Linked DNA regions of Gasterosteus aculeatus: region 2 is linked to region 1. The links are chromatin contacts, called in public Hi-C maps. All regions are on one chromosome and are shown on one strand. Each heading gives the region's core, a stretch centred on a gene start, on an enhancer-like site or on the middle of the called end of the contact. The rest is flanking DNA. Distances are from core to core; before and after follow the strand shown.

The links. Hi-C and Micro-C count contacts between places; a contact is called where the count stands out from the background.
Region 2: a contact with region 1 is called in a Hi-C map of skeletal muscle, with 5 times the contacts expected there. The contact joins the promoter of LOC120826048 here to the promoter of maneal in region 1. A contact is called at or near these places in 2 of 6 Hi-C or Micro-C datasets (both in skeletal muscle).

What each region holds. Positions count from the first base shown.
Region 1 is chr10:14,546,967-14,551,725 of fGasAcu3.hap1.1, reverse strand. It overlaps maneal (mannosidase endo-alpha like), which reads right to left and starts at 2,066. Exons shown (of 4, transcript XM_040188466.2): 1 at 414-2,066; 2 at 1-6. The coding sequence starts at 930. The region is part of intron 1 of rpl15 (ribosomal protein L15); the gene reads right to left. It overlaps LOC120826492 (protein lin-28 homolog A), which reads left to right and starts at 4,657. Exons shown (of 4, transcript XM_040188844.2): 1 at 4,657-4,759.
Region 2 is chr10:14,682,312-14,687,327 of fGasAcu3.hap1.1, reverse strand. LOC120826048 (retinoic acid receptor beta) reads right to left here and starts at 1,917. Exons shown (of 9, transcript XM_040187965.2): 1 at 1,596-1,917.

The DNA.
Region 1 (4,759 bases), core at 817-3,316:
GCACCCCTACAACACCACAGCACGGGGAGGAAGTGTCTGCCCTGAGTACGTGCAGGGAGGTCAGAGCACGACCTTTGATGGGGGGGGGGGGGGTCGAGGCACAAGCTGGAAGTGTCGGCTTCTAGCGTGTGCCTCGTGTGTCCTCCGACTGTTTGAGGAGTAAATAATGACTCTCGGCCAGTGTCCCTCTTTAATGTAAACAAAATGTTTATAGAAAATCCTTTTATTTTATCAATGCAACCGTCGAAGTGGAAGGTTTTCTGGCGCCCCATTTTGTTTGAGAACTTCTCAAACGTCTATGAAATATACAAGTCAACAATAAACGCTATATGGCCACTTCTTTTAGCATGAGTTGGGGGGGGGGGGGGGGGGGGGCGGTGGAGGTTTACAACAGGGAAACATGCAAGAATTACCTGCTGCAGCCGCCTCTATCTGGGCCATGTGTGACTCCAGCACCTTTGGGTCCCTGGAGCTGTAGGGTCCCAGCTCGGGGTAAAAACTTGAGGCGATATCGTCTGGAGGCGTGTGCCTTCCTTGGGCATGACTGGCGGCGATCTTGGGGTCCCAATGGGGCACCAGCACGTGATCCCAGTGGATGTACTTGTTGTCCATGCTGGGGGAGCCGTACCACAGGTAGTAGAAGATGTGCACGTCGTAGAAAATGCTGTAGTCTCGGTCCGACTTGGTGAACACCACCTTGGTGTCACTGCCGCCCGTGTGGAAGTGGCCCGGCGACGCCACCGCCGCCGCCGCCGCGCCTTTCGCGTCCAGCCGCCTCCTTTCGGATCGCTCCCCGACGAAGTCCATCCCGGGGGCCAGGTCCGAGAAGCCGTCGCTCGGCTTCAGCGTCCTGAGCCCCATCATGGCCCCGAAGATGAAGAGCGTGAAGAGGAAGAGAGCCACGAGCGCCTTCCTGCGCAGCCGAGTCATGGTCGCTGTCCGTGGTGCTGCGGGCGAGCGGCCGGTGACGCGCGCTCTCCTCTCAACGCCGCCTGCGGCTCTTCGTGTTTACAGCGCGTAGTGATAATAATGCTGGTAATAATAATACTAATAATGATAATGAAAAGAGGCTTCAGTCACTGCAGAGGGTGGCGCATAATCCAGTCTGTTAAACGCAAGAGAAGCGATGTCATTTCACCTCCATCGTCACGACCCGGAGGGATCCCGCGCGACGACGCTTCGACGGGTCTCCTTCTCACCGCCCTGCGAGCTCTTTGTTCGGCCCCATCCTCTCCTCTTCGAGAGGGACGTGGGAAATCGGCTGTGCTGCTTTTATTTTTTCATCTTGTTTTTGTGTCAGTCCACACAGCTCCCTCTTTACAAAACAAAAGCCACTCTGATGGAGGTTTCTGCGGCTTCCTTCGCTCTCCTCTTCGTGTCATCCCATCGTTTTATTTTGTTCTGGGGTTTTTTCTGACGCACTTTCGTCACTGAATGTTCCTGTCAGAAACACTTGTTTTTCTTGTGCGAGCATAGCGGGCGGTGGATTTACCCCAACCGGAAATATTGTATGAGGGGTGATTAATGCCACAGGAGCGGCAGGGGGCGGAGCAAAAGGGTCTTCTTGTTTTATTTGGGGGGGGGGGGGTCATCTCTTACAAGCGTTTCTGAGGGGCCCACGAGAGGGGTCAGCATCCGCTTTCTTAATGAATGAATTCCCTGCAAGGAAGCAAACAGAAAACCCTTTGGTTGCCCCTATAAGTATCACCCGTAATAACACAATTAATTCAGGATACTTTTGCAAAAAGTATGAGTAAATAATATATCAAGTGTGTTTTGATTTTTATATTATGACACTTAATGAGACATGGCACTGCATTGAGGACAAGCCTGTGACGTGATGACGATGAGTGTACTATAGTGCGTATACAATGTTGACAATGTCTCTGAGAAGTCAAGCTTGAAATGACATCTAGTGGCAAAAATGAAGTGGTGCATTTTATCATATTTGTGATTGGCAATTATCTCACAACAGTCTTTCAAAGGAGGCTATGATCCATGTCCATGTCCCCTTCATCTACAATAGATTAAAGACGAACATTTTGCAGAAAAATAAATCAGTTATCTAATGCATCATCTTTCATTTGATTTTAAAATGTTTGAAACCAAATTGATAACAATTGTTTTTGCAAAACATGTTTGTATTATAAAGTGAAAAAAACAATCAAGAAGAAAAAAAGAAAAAAAAACCTCCCCTCCCTGTTTTATTGTGGATACGTTTTCTAATATAAATATATAAATCCTTTAAATCAACCTTATAGGTTGCGTTATGAGGTGATATATGACACAATCAATCACTTCTGTAACAAAAGGGTTGTCAATTGTTTCCTCCCCTCGTACAAATGCAGAAATGTCACATAAAGAGAAGCATTTATTTGTGTTGGTGGAGCTGTTCCTGATAATTAACTGAACGTGTGATGTGGGCTACTTTTTAGTTAATCATTTCATGCATGGTCCTGTCACCATATATGCTTTTATTAAAAATATGTCGTGTATCAAACACGCCCCTCTGCACCGACGGCGAATTAATCCAACGCTGAAAATAGTCCACAACACACGCGGCATTTATCCTAAAACTATAAATGGAGAAAAAATAAATCTGAGTTTTTCTTGCAATACAAAAGATGCAGAACAACACCGGAGTAGTCCTTTAAGTTTTAAATGACTACGCGGAGGGTTAACACCATCTGGTGGAGGTGTCAGAGGGGACACACTGTCATTGTTGTCCCGAGGCTTCGTTGCGGAAGGGATATCTGTCACAACATGGCAGCAAGCTATGGATTTGTTATCGATTGGGGTTTATGGATCGATTCCCCCCTCCGGAGGAGGGGTGAAAGGTGAGCGGACGGGCTTCCCATGTGGGGCTGCTGCTTATTCAGATCCTCTAGAAACACACGTGGGCCCGAGCAGCCGCTTAAACCCGACAGCTTTACGTTCACGCCGCCTCAACGGTGCTTTGATTCATATTCAAATACTCTCTGCGTCTGTAAGTGAGAGGAAACTTTCCAACGACAGTGGCACACCAGCGTGTGTGTGTGTGTGTGTGTGTGTGTGTGTGTGTGTGTTGATCCTCTGTTGAAAAAGTGCGTGCCAAGGCTTTGTTCCCACAAGCCCCTCCGCGTGACCTCGGTCACCTTAGGGTGGCCGGCCCGGTCGTGTGGCGGCTGCCGGGCCTTTCCGTTTCCATGGCAACTTTCAGAGCGCCTCCGGCCTCACGATTGGAGGCATGGACGGTGGGGGTCATTTGTTTTTCATCAGGCAACACCTCACTGACGTATAGATGGATATATAGACATTAAGCTGCACATGTTCACGGGAGAGTCACAAAAAATAAGGCTGGCTTAAGCTCCCTGTGTGTGTGTGTGTGTGTGTGTCCTTCCCTGACTCAGAGGTGACGAGAGCCGGTTTGTGGTGCCGTACAGCAGCTTGAGCGTGGCTAATCATTTTTTAATACGTGTGGGTGAATGACTCCAACGGGGCCACCGGATGTTTTTTTTAATATAAACTGTAACAGGTGTATGTGAATCACCTCTGCAGGAAAAATGCAAGGAGCTTTATTCCACCAGCAAGAAATCCATCCTGAAATGAGGAAGAGGGAGAATTTCAACTTAAATGCAGCCCAAGAAAAAGAAAGAACATTTAGGAGCGATATTTGAGGACAGCTGGCTGACAAAGATGTGTAATACTTAAAACTAAACTCATGTCTTTATTCAAAAAGAAGTAACAAATCCATGACTCCTTCATTTAAATACAAATTCAAAACATACAATATATACAATATTTCACTAACTCTTAAATGATAGTTATAAATGATCAATTTAGAGTGTTTTGGGGGCATAAGGGGTTCTCAAAAGACCCAGACTAAAATCCCTACACATTAACCTCAAAAAACCGTACATATCTAATTTAGATGACTTGCACGATGCACGACGTGCCTAAATTTACACAAGAAATGTTCAAAGTAATCGTTATCGTTAGGATATGTTAAGGGATTTATAATGGACGTGCATGAATTCATAGGAAACCCTTACGATTTACGAAAAGACCATCGCAAAAACCTCAACACAATTTCTCACAAAGAGGATTCTCATAATTCAATGGTTGATAATGTATTCGGGGGGTTTACTGGATTATCTGCACGCTTTAAGGGTTACTTGTAAAAACACCTTCAAATAGGAATTTTGAAGGGTATCTATCCTAAAATCTGTCATTGTTTTTTTACAAACAACCCAGCTCATTTGTTGTTTGTTGTTTCATTTGTTGTTATATTCCCTGTACATATAGTCCCAAATAATTTGTAAAGTCTGCTTTGAGGTGAAGATTCTGATCGGATTCATGCAAAAAAGAATGGAAACACCGTCTTTAATTTGAACAGTAGCTGCAAAATGCTTTGCAGATGGGTTCTATTATGTGTGCGTGCGCGTGTGTGTTTGTGGGAGAGTGCAGTGGGCGGGGTGATGTCTCTCCAGGCCTTTGGGTGCCACAATAAGCTGTATCGTCCAAAGCCCTGATTGGTCATTTTGTCAATTATTTTGCCTCCCTCATTGGACATGTGTGATTTATCTGCGACTAGAAATCACGTGGACTTGACCGAAAAGGTGGCTGTGTGTGCGTGTGTGTGTGTGTGTGTGTGTGTGTGTGTGTGGGGGGGGGGGGGTTACTAGAGGTAGGAGGGTCAAAGGGGTTCTGCATATTGCGGAGAAAGGGAGCGGGGAGAAGGCATTTGTTCTCCTGGAGGATTACACGCACAATCAACACG
Region 2 (5,016 bases), core at 668-3,167, 140 kb before region 1:
CTCCTCTTTTCCCTGAGAGCGTTTTGCCACCTGCTGACTGTTGGTGGTAATCACATGACTGACCCCATTTCACGTGCGACTTCCACGCCTACCCGTGATGGGAAACACACATTGGAAAAAATCCAGGGTGACACAAGTGAGTGAAGTAAAAAATGTATTTTTAAAAAAAATCAAGGTGCACATCTGAGTAATGTAAATCCTGCGTGAACATAGACGTATGGAATAATTAAAAGGCTTTGATTTGGGGGCAAAGCTCGATATGAAAGCGCTGAAGGAACACTGGACTCACTGATGGAATTAAGCACATTATTAATGTAGGCTTACTTCAGGCTACTGCATCTCTGAAGTTCATCCTTTGAAATCTTCCAAAGTCATTAATATTACAGAAGCTGAAGTCTTAATCACTGCATCCTATAAAGCACCACTTTTCCGTGTTTCATTCACAGCGAGGATTTCAAACAGAAATAAGTCGCAGGCGACATCAAACCAGCGATCATTTGAGCACAAACTGCCATTGACTTTGAGATCCCCCCCCCTCATTGACAGCATGTCAGTCCGTCGCTTCTCCCTGATGGCGTTTCATCGAGGACAGTGCCGCGGCGCGCATACAAGTGGGTTAATTAAAAAGACACACGAGTCAATCAGAGAACATTAACATACTGGAGAGCAGTTTCAATGCACAGGCTTTAGCGTGAGAAAACTTCAAAGGGTTTAAACTGCAGGCACGGAAGGCATAGAAGGCATGAAATGAGCTCTCCAAAAGGAGAGGCTGAAGCCTGCAGGAGGAGAGAGGAGCCTCCTGCTGACTCTCAGGTGCTCTGAGCCTCCAGTGGAGCCCTCACAGCCCACCGGCTGCAGGAGGGCCAGGAGGAGGAGGTGGAGGAGGTGGAGGAGGAGAGCCATCCTCTCTGTTTGTGGATCAAGTTGCATTGTAGGTTTTCATGCATTTCTATGTTGTTGCATGTGCTGCTGTGCAACGTTGCAAAACCATTCCCTCTTACTCAAACATCATGTTTTTGTCATGAGCAAAAATAAAAAGAAAGAAACGTGCAGAGTAAAACTGATTTTTTTATATACATATGCGTGCTGGATGCAGTTTGCAGAGTGCACCTTTTATGCAAAGAAGCACAGCAACAAATGTCCAAAATGCATCACTGCACTTTTGTTCTGTACGATACGCCAGTTTTACACCGGTCAGTGTGTCCAACAGGTATGTGCCATCATCATCATCATCATCATGTAAATCGTCTCCAACAACGCACCAGAATAAATTAACTAATACAAGTAGAGGTGAAAGCATGCTGGGACTGAGGCGGCTGCAGGTTTAAGCGCCCACGGTCCGATGCGCTGCACCTCCAGACGCCCCAAAAACAAACCCGCCATTCCCTGACTCACTTCACGGTCCCCGGACCGAGTCAGCCCGCCACACGGCGGCTCTGACGGGGACATCTCCGTGTCAAAGGAACTTTTTTTTCTCCGGTGTATTAAATTCCGTGCGTTTAAAATAAAAACGCATGCATCCATTCGACATTAAAAAAAAAGAAAGAAAGGTAAAGCCGCCACCGACCGTGATTCATCCAGACAGAGAAACTTACCCGCGTCTCGTAGCGCGTCCTGGCATCTTTATCTCCAACTTGCGTCCTTTTTGTTGACGCTGCACGACCTCCGCAGCTTAACCTTTTGCCTGGATGCAGCCGAGCAGACAGGAGAGCCGGCGTTATTTCCTCTCGGGGGGTGGTGGAGGGTGTGTGGGGGTGGAGGGCTAGGAAGGGGGGGGGGGGGGCGGTGAAGTCCTCTTTGGCACGGGGGGGGGTACCCGAACCCGACGGCGCGCAGCCGCTCGGCGCAGACGGAGCGCTTTATTTCCAAGGGGCGCGCTGCCGCAACACGGAGCCAACGCGGGGTCTAACCCCGCCTGATGGGAGCGCTCGTTGAGCCGACCCCCGTTAACCGCATGACACGAGCGTTTGAGCTTACGACACAGTTGGTCTCCACTAATGACTTCGGCCCGGGGAACCATGCGGGATTCCCCTCCGTCACCTTCTAGAAGAAGACAAAAATAAACAGCAGATGTGAAGATTTCATCCCGAATCGTCGAGGTGATATTTTGCAATTCGGCGTTACATTGATCCAGCAAAGCAAATTTTGACTCTTATTGGCACAGATCCCTCAGTCACTTTGATAAAACACATCAATGGTTCCACGTTGATGTTTTGCGTTATTTGGTTTACTTCCAAATGTCTGAAAATAGTGAAATAATTCCAAAGACGTGAGCCAATTTCCATCAAATTCCTTCTTCTCCAACTCCAAATTGATATATTTCAAAAAGTTTGAGATTGATTTTTTTATGGTGCCACTGAGGAAGAAGCAGGGAGATCAGATGGGGCTGCATGACCTCTGACCTCCATGGTTAATGGCGATGGGTTAACGCACCATTAAGTTTAGGGAGAAACAATTCGTAGCACTGATTGTCAAGCAAAAACCAGAAATATAAATATAATATATATATTTAAAAACATTACACCGGGGGAGACATTGTTCAAATAAATCATCGCTTTCTGTACAACAGACATTTGTGTCCTTGGCTATTTGGTAAATGTGTGGTAATGCAACACATGTGGCCAATTCAACTGCAACAAATCTCACATGTAAATGTTGTCGTTTGCTGGTTCAATTCAATTCTTTTACATTTGCAAGAAACAGCTGATTATTCCCATTTTCCCCTTTCTTGTCATTGTGTGAGAGCAGCGTACCTGATTAGAAAAGGAAAGTGCTTCGTGGGCCTGAAGAGTCCTTTTATTTTCATATCTTGTGTTTGTTTGACCGATCGAATCTCCTCCTATGATCCTCTCCGCTCTTCGGACCACACCGGTTCCCCCGGCTGACCAACGGCTTTACGTTGGGTTGGAGATCCGCCTCACTGAGACGCTATAAGTTACGATGTGTTCTCAGCGAGCAGGGTAACGTGAGTAATGCTTTTCACTTAACACATGGTGATAGAATCCATTGTTTTCAGAGAAATATCGATGCTGTTTAATGATTGGCGGGAAAAAGCCCACATATTTGGATGCCGCGGCCCACTTTTATCTCTCATGGACCTCAGATCGCTCACTAAACACTCTGCCAAGAGTGTGGAAACGACGTGAACCAGGTGAGGGGGGGTTGAGGCCCGATACTCATGCCATAAAGGAGGTTAAGAGAGCTGGTTTAGTGTAACGGATCTCTATAGAGAGGCAGATCCAGAAGAGCTCCACCTGACATGTTCACCCCGCCGACTACGCATTCCTCTTTCCGAGGACGTCATCGGAAGCCCCTCCGCGTGCAGACAGCCGGCGGCGGCGTGGTGGGAAACTTCTTCCCGGCGCCACATCAACTCAGTGCCCCTGATGGCTCCCACTCGCCGCTGAGCCAGACGATTACCACAGTGGCTTCATTCACGCTGCCCCCGACACTCAATTAGTCTCCCACACCCACTCGCTCTGCCAGCGCCCCGCCGCCGCGAGAATGACCCCAGTTGACCCGTGCCAACAGATCGAAGGCTCGCTGTGTTTTTAGGAGAATACTTAAACCATGTGTCTTAGATTTTTTTTTGTGGAAATTTGTCTCTAAGCGCTCAGATTTGAGATTTTAGGGGCTTTTATAGCTGGACAATGTTTCTCCTCACTTATTTTGTTTCAGAATGAGGTATGGTGACGTAACCTCATGGCTAGCTGTAGCTAGCTACCTAGCTTGATCCATGAAGCAGAGAAACTAAATGGCAAGCAGCTTAGTTTGGATTCCTAAAGAAGGTTTTAAAAGTCGTCTTAAAAAAATATTTATTATTATATATATTTCCCCCATGCTAGTAGCTTCTCGTGCTACTTAGTGTGCTTTAGGGGGGGGTGGTTAGACCTTTAGACACAGTCAGGCTAGCTTCCAGCCTTTATGCTAAGCTAGGCAAACCAAGAGGAAAATCCTAGCACTTATCTAAAAGAGAAATCTGAATTCTACGTCACGTTATGAGATTTTTGAATGACTTAGTCGAGGCTCACCAATCCATTATATTTCCAATAAACACCGGCTCACACTCTAAGAAATGCCCCTCGCATCGTTCTATCTCTCTCTCTTAATTACACCGAGTGTATTCGCTCGGGAAGATTTGCTTCTTTTTGATTAATTTCCGGTACGTCGCCCCCCCTCCGTGTTACACGTACCACTTATCTCTCCCCGTCAGCTCATTTGTTTCTCACTCGTAATTTCCACTGCCCGTTTTTTTTGCTTCCCACCTCACATATTCACAGGATTGCATCTTGTAAAGAATGTGAAGTCAGCAGGCGAGGCCTAATGTCTGTCTCATCTCACGGACGGCACCTCTCAGACAGCTTTGGATTATTGCAGTCACTTCACAGCGATGCTGGAGGGGCTTTAACCTCACTTCTTGATGAGATTATTTTTCCCCAAGACACCCCATGATGTAATTTATGCTTCTTTAACACATTTCAGTCGCTGAGCGTTGTTAATATATGCATTATATTTCTACGTATACCTCAGCGCCACTGGACGCCAGGAATTTACCATTATTTTAAAGGTATAATTCCGTAAATGCTTTTTACACTATGTTACCGGAAAATGGATAACTGTATGTTACCGTAAACTTGAACGAATTTTACTGTGAATTAACTGCAATTTACTGGCAGTCGACGCTAGAAACTTACTGTTTTATTTACAGTGCCCTAGCGTAATTTACGGTATGTTGTCGTATATTGGATTACAGTTTCTTACCATAAGATTACTGTTTTTGTGTTATAAAGAAAGACAACCAAACTCATTTCGGTCGTAGTGGTTGGAGTTTATTAGATGCCTTTAAGACAAAAATGTTCGGCATTTGTAACCAAGATCAAAACATAAAATATGCCGCATGTATACAATGATAAAAAAATGAATCATAAAATCATTAGGAACAAGGTAAACTAACTGCAACAATACGCTATGGAACACTTTCAATTGACCGCAGCAAGCGGCTGGCGTGCTTAATCC